Linked DNA regions of Mus musculus: region 2 is linked to region 1. Evidence: chromatin contacts called from public HiChIP or PLAC-seq data. All regions are on one chromosome and are shown on one strand. The core of a region is the stretch at or near the end of the contact, and the rest is flanking DNA. Distances in the headings are between cores, read along the strand shown.

The links. HiChIP or PLAC-seq counts read pairs in DNA pulled down with a chosen protein or histone mark.
Region 2: a contact with region 1 is called in an H3K4me3 HiChIP or PLAC-seq map of fetal liver, with 2.8 times the contacts expected there. The contact joins two enhancer-like sites. A contact is called at or near these places in 3 of 484 Hi-C or Micro-C datasets (B cells, CD8 T cells and bone marrow-derived macrophages), 1 of 115 datasets of contacts at active chromatin or transcription factors (fetal liver) and 1 of 9 other capture datasets (embryonic stem cells).

What each region holds. Positions count from the first base shown.
Region 1 is chr15:58,589,001-58,594,385 of GRCm38.p6, reverse strand. It overlaps Fer1l6 (fer-1-like 6 (C. elegans)), which reads right to left. Exons shown (of 41, transcript NM_001370912.1): 19 at 3,819-3,996. Gm36451 (a long non-coding RNA gene) reads left to right here. Exons shown (of 3, transcript XR_384120.4): 3 at 5,150-5,383. Among named protein-coding and RNA genes, the nearest start is that of Gm36451, 5.4 kb to the left of the region's middle. Within about 2 kb of position 2,670, at least 18 of the 459 cell types and tissues checked have an H3K27ac peak or open chromatin away from gene starts, as enhancers often do. A contact at or near this core is called in fetal liver, where this site is marked.
Region 2 is chr15:58,794,161-58,799,545 of GRCm38.p6, reverse strand. It overlaps Tmem65 (transmembrane protein 65), which reads left to right. Exons shown (of 7, transcript NM_175212.4): 2 at 2,301-2,345; 3 at 5,137-5,204. Among named protein-coding and RNA genes, the nearest start is that of Gm24041, 23 kb to the left of the region's middle. Within about 2 kb of position 2,750, at least 5 of the 459 cell types and tissues checked have an H3K27ac peak or open chromatin away from gene starts, as enhancers often do. A contact at or near this core is called in fetal liver, where this site is marked.

The DNA of each region.
Region 1 (5,385 bases), core at 1,421-3,920:
TCATGTGTATGAGCACACATGCATATGCAGGCTCAAACACCGGTGTATAAGGCTGCTTCACAAATAGCTTTTACTTCAATAAACTCAATAGACATAGGGAACTGTCCATTCACCCTGTCTTCTACTTTGCTAGCCAATGACATTTTGTGTGCTTACTTTGTAGAGTTTCGGTCTTGATCTCTAAGGCACTGTAGATAGTATGGAACTAAGGCAGTCCCTGTCCTTGGGAGCTCCCTGAGAAAAGACCAGAGATGGGAAGAGAAGCCAGATCTCATGGGTGGGGTGTGTGGCTGAAGGCCTGTGAGGGATCTGACCAAAGGGCCTGGGAGACAAAGAGCAGGAGTGAGCCCAGGTTGTATAGACGGAAGACAAAGAGAGAGGTTTGGTGAGGTCAGCATTCAGTAGAGAACGGCAGTTCAGCTGGTCATGGACCTCACCACCCCTGGCTCTTCAAGCTCACCTCTTGTTTTCACATTCCCCTATCCCCTTTGCCTGTTGACCCACCCATTTCTACATCTCTGAAAAGGATGATGTTAGTACAGCCCATGTCTTTGTGTTGGCGTGGGGACTTCTATGAAGGAACCCCTGTGGACCTATTGAAATAGCTCTGCTTACTTAAATGAAGAACACAAACACCCTATGTGTGTTCCCTCACCCAAGCTTCATCAAACCCCCTCCTCCAGCAACTTCTAGGCATATGCCACACATGCTCACACACGAACTTGAACACAGCCATCTGTAAAATAAAGGCTAATAACTCTCCATGAGGCTGTTCTAGGAGGCTACGGGCTGAGGGCAGTGCCTGCTACTGGGAAGTTGCATGAAGATGCTGGCATGCTGTTCCTGTTGAGTGTTATAGTGTTGCCCATGGAGCAGCTGGAAGCAACCTGGGACTCATCACAGTGGGATAGGAGAAATGTCAGGCAGCTCGCATAAGCAATTAGAAGTAGCGTGTTAGAAGTGTACATAGCAAAACAGCAGGATCTCAAGGGTCTAATATATGGTGGGGAAGAGAAAAGCAGAATAACATGAAATCATAACAAGTTGTTCCTGTGAAGTAAGATTAGACCCTCTCAAGAGAACAGTTCAGAGTCACCAAAGCGCATTCGAGTACAAGGGAGCTAATTCTAGGGCAGTGGCCCTGTCCTTTGAGCAGAGACTTTCAAGGTGGCAGCACAGGATGGGCAGGGATGCAAGCCTTAAGTGGCTGTAGCAAGTATATAAGATTAGTCAATGTTTAAAAATCAGTCATGTCAGGTCATTTGGAAGAAGAACTGTTGACTACTTTGTGTGGGAGTAATGGTCAGAAACAGTAGAAGGCACATGACCTCAGAACCTTGGAGATGCACATGGAGCATTAGAAAGTACAACAGGCCGTGTGTGTGTGTGTGTGTGTGTGTGTGTGTGTGTGTGTGTAGGAACAGACAATCAGAGGATAAAATTGTGGGTCAAGTTCTCAATGGACAGAAGAGATGTAAGGGCTGGATGCAAGCAGACAACAGTGCCCCCTGTAGGTGAAAGTTTGAAGGGCCAGATCAGCACACACTGGAGAGGGATTCAAATGAGGTATGGGAAAGACTGCTGCCCTAGGTAGATGGTGGCAAACAACTCTGACAGAGAAGGTGTGGAGGGACAGGGAAGGCAGGATGTCAAAGGTAATTCCTTAATTGACTGTTATGAGACCTGAACATTTCTCTCTCTCCCTACCCCATGCCGCTGTCTGGCTTACATGAGAACCAGCGTGGAGCCTAAGAATGTAGCAACCTTTTCAATCCCCAAGCTAATCCTGCAGCCAATTAGGAAGCCCAAGCTGCCCACATTGCCCAATTAAGTCCACACCAGTTCTTCCAGGGCAAGGCTCTGCAAACTCCAGGCAAGCCAGTGGAACGAGAGAAGTAATTCTTGGAGGCGCAGTTCTACAGCCCTCCGTGTCTCCATAGACACCAATTAACTCTGATGTTGACAGGCTGGGCTCTGCTGACAGGAACGTCCCTTAAGATGACAGCTGTAAACAAAGCAGTGCTCAGCAGATGCTACAGGTACACGCCGCCAACAGGAGTCAGCTGGGAGACAGCCATGTGTTACTACGGAGTTCAGCAGATTTCTCAGTCCAACTTGGGATGGTCTCGTTCCTTGAGAGAATGCACACCAACTGCCCTTGAGATGTCTAACCCGGAGATTTTAGCAGTCCTTCCAACTGAGGCTACGTAAGCAGCTAAGCAGCGCATTACACAACTCCAGGGGGTGCCATTTTCTTAGCCTACATTTCCGGGTTTCTTTAGAAACCTTGAATCTTACTAAGTACTGTTCCTCAGAGTAGTCTAGCCTAATTCCTCACACCATGGGGCCCCATCTCCTGCCCCCTGTGGTTATTAAAGCCACACCTGCACGTCCCACTTGAAGCTAGGATCCCCTCTTGCTCCTCTCTACATCCCCTGCCAGGTTTTCCACCATGCCTTCCATATATAGACGCAAGGTAATTATTTGCTGAATGGCTCTCCTCTGGAGCATAAAATTCACCAGTCGGTGTGGAAGGCAGCCAACGCCACCAATGTCAGTGCTCAGCAGAAGGTCATTAGGTAACCATGAAAAGGACAAGCTACACAGCATCTCAAAGCTCCGGAAAGGCCTCTCCTTTGGGTTGTGAGTGGCTGCAACGGTGAACATGTCTGGAGCTTTGCATCTGCGTAGATATTTGTATCTACAGAAACAGGAGCTAACTTGATGTGGGTGTTATTTGCCCAAAGATAAAAAAGCTCTCAGTGGTTTAATGGAAAGCAGATAAGAAAGTTGTGTTTGGAAATGGTTTTCTCAACCCTTCAGCCGATGAGTGATCTCGTGCAATTTCTGGGTGTCTCAGAAATGTACTCTCCCCCTCTGTGAACTAAAGAATTCCCAGAACGAGATCTTATGTGTCGCATATGCGACACAATGCTTGGCACTGAGGGCTATGTATTTTCTCCCAACATTGCACACCGACTGCAGACTCTGTGAGCTGAGCCACTGTACACACATCTCCAGAACCCCATCTTCTCTCACTATGGCCCTGCTTAGGATACTGTGGCAGTCAAGATCAGCTGATACCAAAAGGCTGTTGTGCAACAGAGGAGGTGTTGAGTGTGTGTTGTTCTGCATTGTCCCCAGTTTTGGCTCAACTCAAAACTCAGCTTCTGTAGACATGAAGGTGAAGCTGAGCAGCTAAGAAAAGCACAAAAGTTAAAGTGTTTTGAAAACAGAGCAGAATGCAAATGTGATGTATTAATATTCATGACGCAATTAAAATGTTACTGAAATGTAAACACGATACTGATGAAAGTCACCGTATGAATTTAAATAATTCCATAAAATAAGCTGTCTTCCTATAAAGAAGCAGCCATGCCAGGAACTGGGCTAGAAAAACATAAGCGACTTCACCAATACCAGTGGCACTGGGTCACCAAAGGGGTATGTACGCTGTTCAAACCTCAATGCTGTATAAAAAGGAAAAAAATAATCACCTTAATTTCATGAGTCATACCACCACAAAAAACTTTCTGCTTAAAACGCAAACTCATTTTTATGGCTGCCCAGCATGTTTGAAGAAATTCACCTCTCTCTCTCTCCTCACAGAAATGCATAAAAAAGTTTAGATGTAATATTTCTAAATGAAACCTTGCTTTCTGTTTGGAAGAGAGGACACTTGGCAATTGTCCTGAAAAAAGGCAAGGGAACTGGTCCCAACTAAAACACAAATTCACGGATGCTGTCCCCACCGCTGTTTACCCGAAAGCCCATCAGAGCTGCCTCCCGCCTGTCTTTGCTCTGTGGGCACACCATACCTTGGTATAGCAGGGCCGATGGGGGGTGGTGGGTGCCCGATGACTTGGGAGGCATTTCTGCTTCATAGCCCACTGGCAAGTTATCCAAAATAGTATTGGAGTATCTAGTGGAGCCCAGCCACAGATATATGTCAACTTTTGCCTGTACGGTCCAGCCGGGCGGCCGTTTCCCAGGAAGCTGGGGGAGAGAAAAAGGAAGACTCTTTTATCACCAGAAAGCAAACATGGACCCTATTCTGAGAAAGTGGATCCTTTCTGGATATATATCTCAAGGTTTGTACAGAGGGTCACCCCCTGCCCCAGGGCTCTGTCTACATCACACAATTGAAAGAAATGGTCCCAGTTGTCACATTACAGAATTCCTGAGGACAACCTTGGTCTGGAGGCCCGAAGCTTAAGCACGAATTCTGATAACCACTGCCAGGTCCTGGATCATGTAGGCCTAACACACACATGTGCTCATTGTCTGTTTCACAGATGAGGACAGTGTCTCTGTTCCCTTACTCTATAACTCACACACCCATGACTAGAGCCGAGGATTGGCGATTCCAATTGTAGACTATTGGCTCTGAGTCTACAGCTTGCCTCTTCTTCAAGCTCTTCAGTTCGCCTTGCCTTCCTAGATACTGGGGTTGCAGCCTGAGTTTCTGCCCCTTCACTTCATTCAGGACTGCCTCTCCTGCTCCTCTGTCCCATGCTCTGTGTGAGGGAAAGCCCTGCCTGCTCTCCCAGGCCCTTTTGCCTGGCACACATTTTTCAGATCCCTCATCCTCCTTAGGCACTGTGGCTTTAAGCTCCCTACGCTCTCTGCTTCCTCTCCATGTGGGGGCCTCACATGTAATATTGTGTGTGTGTGTGTCTGTGTGTGTGTGTGTGTGTCTGTGTGTGTGTCTGTCTCTGTGTGTGTGTATCTGTGTGTGTATGTGCATGCCTGTGCACAAATGTATTTGTGGGAGTTTCTATACCCCAAGACCACAAGGATAAAAATTGACGTATTGAACATGCTTCTTTTGTTTCCTAGTCACCGGGGTTTGGGATCTCTCTGTCCCTACCCAGTCCCAGTACCAGCCCTGGCTGTATTCAGGGCTTCTGACAAGAGCTGATGACACTTAAGACATGGCTACTTCTCTATCTTCTATTGACTCTTCTAAGTGTCTCTTCTGGCAGGTTTTAGAGTTGCCTCTCAATAACTCTCCTTTCTCCACACTGAGTTCTTTCCATGGAAGATCAGAAACTCCTATTACCACAAGCCAGAACTCGTTCAGACAACTTCCCGAGCACCCATGGAGAGGCTTTGACTTCAAATTGAGCACAGCTGTTTGCCTTTGTAGCTTGCTCTGATGGTTTCGAAAGCAGATTCGGAACAACTCAATCAACCAACCACTGCATGTGCCGCTGGGCTTCAGCCAATGGACCAGAGCCAGGGAGCATCGGATGCTGAGGGCCAGGGACACAGGTTCTCCAAGTGCTGAGCTCTGGACACTGGCACTCACTGGAGTGATGAATGGGTAGTTTTTATTATTGACTTGATTGGGTTAATAAACAGCTAATGGATTAGTGAGATACA
Region 2 (5,385 bases), core at 1,501-4,000, 210 kb before region 1:
GCTTACTTGTGGTTTGTATGGTGGACGCTCTCAATTTCACCTTTCCTAGATAAACAGAAACTCAGCTTCACAGTGGGGATTTTATTCTGGTACAGTATCTCAGTCATCAGGGAATGAAAATGAGCTATTCCTTAGGTGGCTACAGTATTTTATAGCTATCCTGGTTTTGTGGTTTGTTTTGGTCATGTAGAAAACTGGGATTCTTCATCTTTTGTTACATTTTAAAACTAACTTTTGTTTTATGAGCATGGGTGTTTTGCTTATTGCATGCCTGTGAGCTGTGTCTATGCAGTTCCTGCCGAGTCAGAGGTTGTCAGAACCCGGGGGGGGGGGGGGGGGGGGGGGCTGGAGTTACAGGAGCTGAGAACTGAACCCATCTGGATGAGCCGCAGCCAGTGCTCTGAATCACTGAGCCATCTCTCTAGCACCCTTTATTAATTACATTTTCAGAAATTAGTTTCTTAATATTAAATTATTTTACTATTTATATTACTACAAATTAACTGTGTCCATGAAGGAACCTGGCCTGTAATTTTCCATTTTTCTCCCTCCCTTTGATTTGAAGGATTGAACCAACAACGCTGTACCTGATACACAAGCACCCCAGTTCTGAGCTGCATCTCCAGCCTGTAACTTTATATTGACTTTTATTTGTTAGGCTTTGTTTTCTTTTTCTTTTTCTTTTCCTTTTCCTTTTTTCCCCCCTCCCTTTCTCCCTCTTGCTCTGGCCCTCTCACTCCAGGCCCCACTCACTCCCCCTGTGCCCCTTCCGGCCCATAGGTTTTTTAAAAATGTTTTTGTTGTTGTTACTGTTTGTTTGTTTCTCATTATGGATGGTTGTGAGCCACCATGTGGTTGCTGGGATTTGAACTCCTGACCCCCAGAAAAGCAGTCAGTGCTCTTAACTGCTGAACCATCTCACCAGCCCTAGGCTTTGTTTTTAGTATTATTCTGTTCTCAAATATATAAACCACAGCTATTCATTGCCGTGACTAAATACAAGAAGTTAAAACACACACAAGCAAGAAAGACCAAAAAACAGTCTTTAAGGGGAAGAGTCCTCTTGGCTCCCAGTTTCATGTGGGTCAGTCTGTAGTGGGTTGGCCCCATTGTTTCCCGGTGGTGATGAGGCAGACCATCATGGCAGAAGGACAAGGAGCAAAGCCGCTCAGCCCATGGTGTCTGGGAAACAGACTGGAACCTGTCCAGGTATGTCTTCCAGTTAGGACCCACGGCTCCCTTCCACCACCTCTGAATACTGCCACAGTCCTAATGCTCTCTAAGGATGACTCCACTGATGAAGTCAGAGCCCCAGCGATCCAGATCCAGCCACTTCCCCTAAGCCCCACCCCTGACCCCAGCTGCACAGAGAGCCAAGCTTTCTGTATAGGTGCCTGCTAGGGACAAATCTGTACAGGCTCTTCTCTGAGTTACCTAGTCATCTACTTAAGATGGAGCTATTAACCCTTTTAACTTTCACAGAGGGTGAGATGTTCTAGTTACATTTTGGAATAGTTCTAAGTTTCTACATGACAGACATGGCACGTCTGTTAATCGTTGGAAGAACCTTGTCATGTATTGCCTGTTGCCTTTCAGCGTCCTGATTAAAGATGAGCTGTCTGCCACACAGTATGAATAGCATATTATTATTATTATTTGCTATCTTAGATAAAACACTATGTCTTTTTAGGTTTGTTTGTTTGTTTGTTCTGGTGTGTAGACTACTTATTCTAGTTGTATAGCGTTGAAAATTTTAAAATTCAGTATATTGTTACATGGAATTAATTGGAAGACCTGATACAAGCCAGTAAAACCATTATTGTAATGACATTGCCTTTAAAATGTAATTTCCAAGTGGTTGTGGTGGCACAGGTATTTTGGCAGCAGGAAGATCGTGGATTCAAGGCCAACCTGGACTGTATAACAAGACTCTGTCTCTAACTAAATAAACAAACAAATATAAGCATATTTGGGTGGTTGTTTTTTCTGCTCTCATTGTTAGTTTGTATACTTGTTAAGTCATCCAGAGCTTCCTTATTTTCTAGAATGTGTTTTTACTGTAATTGATGCAAATGGGCTCCTTGCATAACGACACCATGTCCGAGATGAAAGAGAACCCCCATGTGTGACCCACAGCATGTGGCCGAAGCTGTTTAGTTCCTAGTCTTGTTATTTACTCCATACCAGTATTCTTTAAAACGAGTAATCTAAATCTACTAACATAAATTCATCTTTCCATTTTGTAAGTCTGTTTTATACACTTGTAACTAACTCTTGCTCTGTATCCTTTCTTCCTTTAGAAAAATTGGAAGCTCTACCACCCACTCCAGGACAGCTGAGATATGGTAATGGTTCTCTAATTGTTAAATTGATATGCACCTCTCTTTTGGACCTGAAGGAATGATTTCTTATAGGAGCACAACAGTCAGTAAATTAAAGCCTCCTTATAAATAAAGGTTGTCCTATTTTTCATGTAAGAGCACTTTCATATATCACAGTATTATGGGATAACTAATATTTATTCTTACCATCTAGTAATAAAAGTAAATTTATGTTAGAAGTTTTCTTTTCAGAAAAAATATATTATATTTTACTTCCTTGGCAAAGGATGTGTTGGATTTAGTTGGGTGACTGAGGAACTTAATTTGAGATTTGGGCTAACTGTTCTCTGATGAGGCCAGTGCTTCTGGGTAGCTAGCATTGGCAGCAGTACGTACGGAAGTAAGTGCAGTGCATTTGAGGCGGAGGAACCTCATTACTGAGCTGTACTGTTCTTCTCTGATAAGAGTGGATATTGCAGGTTAACATGGGAGTGGTGTAAAACAGTTTAGGGTCTTATTAGAAGACAGTGGAAGAGAATCATTTAAAAGTGTGGAGGTGAATTTGAGTAGGTGGTAATTAAGTAGGTAATTAAATATTAAATGTCATCTGCTAACAGCTGCTTAGCTATAGAGTAGTGTTTGCCAAAGGGAATTGGAGGAACAGTGAATTAACAGGAGATCATTATTCAGTGGAAGGCAAATTCAAACGACTAGGAACAAACTAATGATAGTTCTTTCTTTCTCTCTCTCTTAGGTAGAATAGAATTTATGTTAGAAATTAGTAACTTTCCTCAAACACCAGAACAGTGTAAGATTTTTAAGATCTCTCTTCCCAGGTGATCTTTCCTGATTCTCCCAGCCTAGACTTCTGATTCTGTGCTCACTGTACATGCAGCACTCTATCGTTTTTGTAGGCGATGTTGAAATGAACTGTTTATGTGGCTAGGTTTCTATGTCCAACTCCTTTGCAGTGTGGAAACCGAGTGTTGTGTGTGTCTTTGTATCTCAAGTTCCCAGTGGGGTACCCAGTGCATACTTTTTTTTTTTTTTGAAAAACTTAATTTTTCTCCTTTGAATTAAAAGTAGTTTTTTATTTATTTGACAGATTTATTTAAATATAAAGATAAAAGACCTACTCTATAGTTCAAGCAGCATGCCTTAGTGATACTGACCAGGCGTCTCCCAAGAAACAATCAATGTAATCTTAATTTAATGCCATTAACATCTTATTGAGATGCCATCATGTTATTTGCATAGTAAGTGATCTCAGTTGATTTCCTCGTTATTCTGCCATATTTGTGTTTCAGAGACCACACTTAGATAGTGGTTGACTGTAAAATTTCCAGTGTACTCCTTTGCCTATTAAATGTATATTGTAGTATGAAGTTAGGATTGTGTGTGTGTGGTGGGTGTTTTGGAAGTTGCTTACTATAAAAAGTCAGGATGTTCAATAGGCATCCAGTGGACGCAGGAGAAAAACCAGAGAAGTAAGAAGTCTGGGTCTTGAGTGAATCCCATGCCACGAATGCAGTGGTTGGCTTTTACCATCTTGATAGCTTTCGCAGTGATGATCACAGTGGACTATTCTGTTCTTCGTCATGAACGTTGTTACTGTGACAAGTGGCACTGAAATGACTGGATTTGTCTATTGTATACGATCAATGTAATAATCTATACATGGTGGTGTATATCATTTTGCTGGATGTGACATTTCTTTGAGAGTAGTTGTGGGTAGAAGTGTCTATTTTTTTAAATCCCTGCCTCGTAGCATTTCCGATGGAAGAGCTCACCACAGCAGTATCATGTTTTCATAACTTCTGGATTATACTTTAATTACATCGAATCTGAAGACACTAGCAAATATAACCAACTGGCTTAAGGGAGAACTATTTTTAAATAGATGGTAAAGCTCAAATTCTTGATGTTTATTGAAAAAAGTTGTCAGTTGATCTGCCATTGTCTATGCCATTGCAGTTGTAAAGGTTAGTTAGAATAGTCTCTTCCTGTTCCCAGCTTTCTGTTTCACAGCCTCCTTCAGGTGTCTAAACATGAAATTAGCTTCTTTTTCAGGTTAGTAATCCTTGCTTGCTGTAAGCAATTATTTTGGAGCATCTGCTGTGCCCTAGGTGCTATATAGTGTGCTAAAGGTGCAAATTTCAGAAAATGAGGTGGGATTATAAAATAAAATACGTTTTTGCTACTTTGACGTTTAATATCCAGGTTTTAGGCTGTGTGCCATAGATGACATGGGAAGTGTCTTTGGCAGGAAGAGGCCTTTAAGTCACATTCTGATGCAGAGCAAATACTGATTCTTGCAGTTTCAGTAGCATTTGGGAATCTGAGATGGTAAGGACTGCACAGAGATGTCAGGTGAAGTTGTCTTTTCTTAAAAATTCTTTAAAGAGTTGACGAGGGAGTAAAAATGGTTAAATAACTTCCCTGGAATTTGAATGTAGGCATTTTTAAAAATTATTATTACAAATACAGAGATTAGTAGTTTTGTGATAGTCCTCAGGCACAAGAGAGAAATAGACTGGCATGTGTCAGGTTAAATGGGGGCATCCCGTGTTTACAGACTTACTCTTCCATGAACTGCATGTATGTGCATTGCCCGTGAGAAAACATAAAGGCCGAAAAATTGTTTTTTTGTGTTACATATTTGTATTTTGTTTGCCAGCATAACTCCTGTCAAGTAAACTCACAGCAGCAACAGGATCTATGGTCGTTTTAGCTCTTTAATCACATGGCTTGTTTTGTTCATTCTAAAGTTACCAAGAAGTTAAAATATATTTTTCTGTGTTTTGATGTTTTTCAGTATTCTTCCACAATGCGATACCTTTCGTAGGGTTTGGCTTTTTGGATAACGCAATTATGATTGTTGCAGTAAGTCCTCACCAATTGTATTTTGAGTAAAGAAATTAGTGTGCTCTACATTTTCCTAATAACTTGTATATTATACCTGTCAAGTTAATTAACAGTAAGCAAGCTCAATTTTAAAGCATCATGTATGTTAATCATAAAACTTTTGGCAAGGCATATAGACAAATGTTTATGGTTTATATAA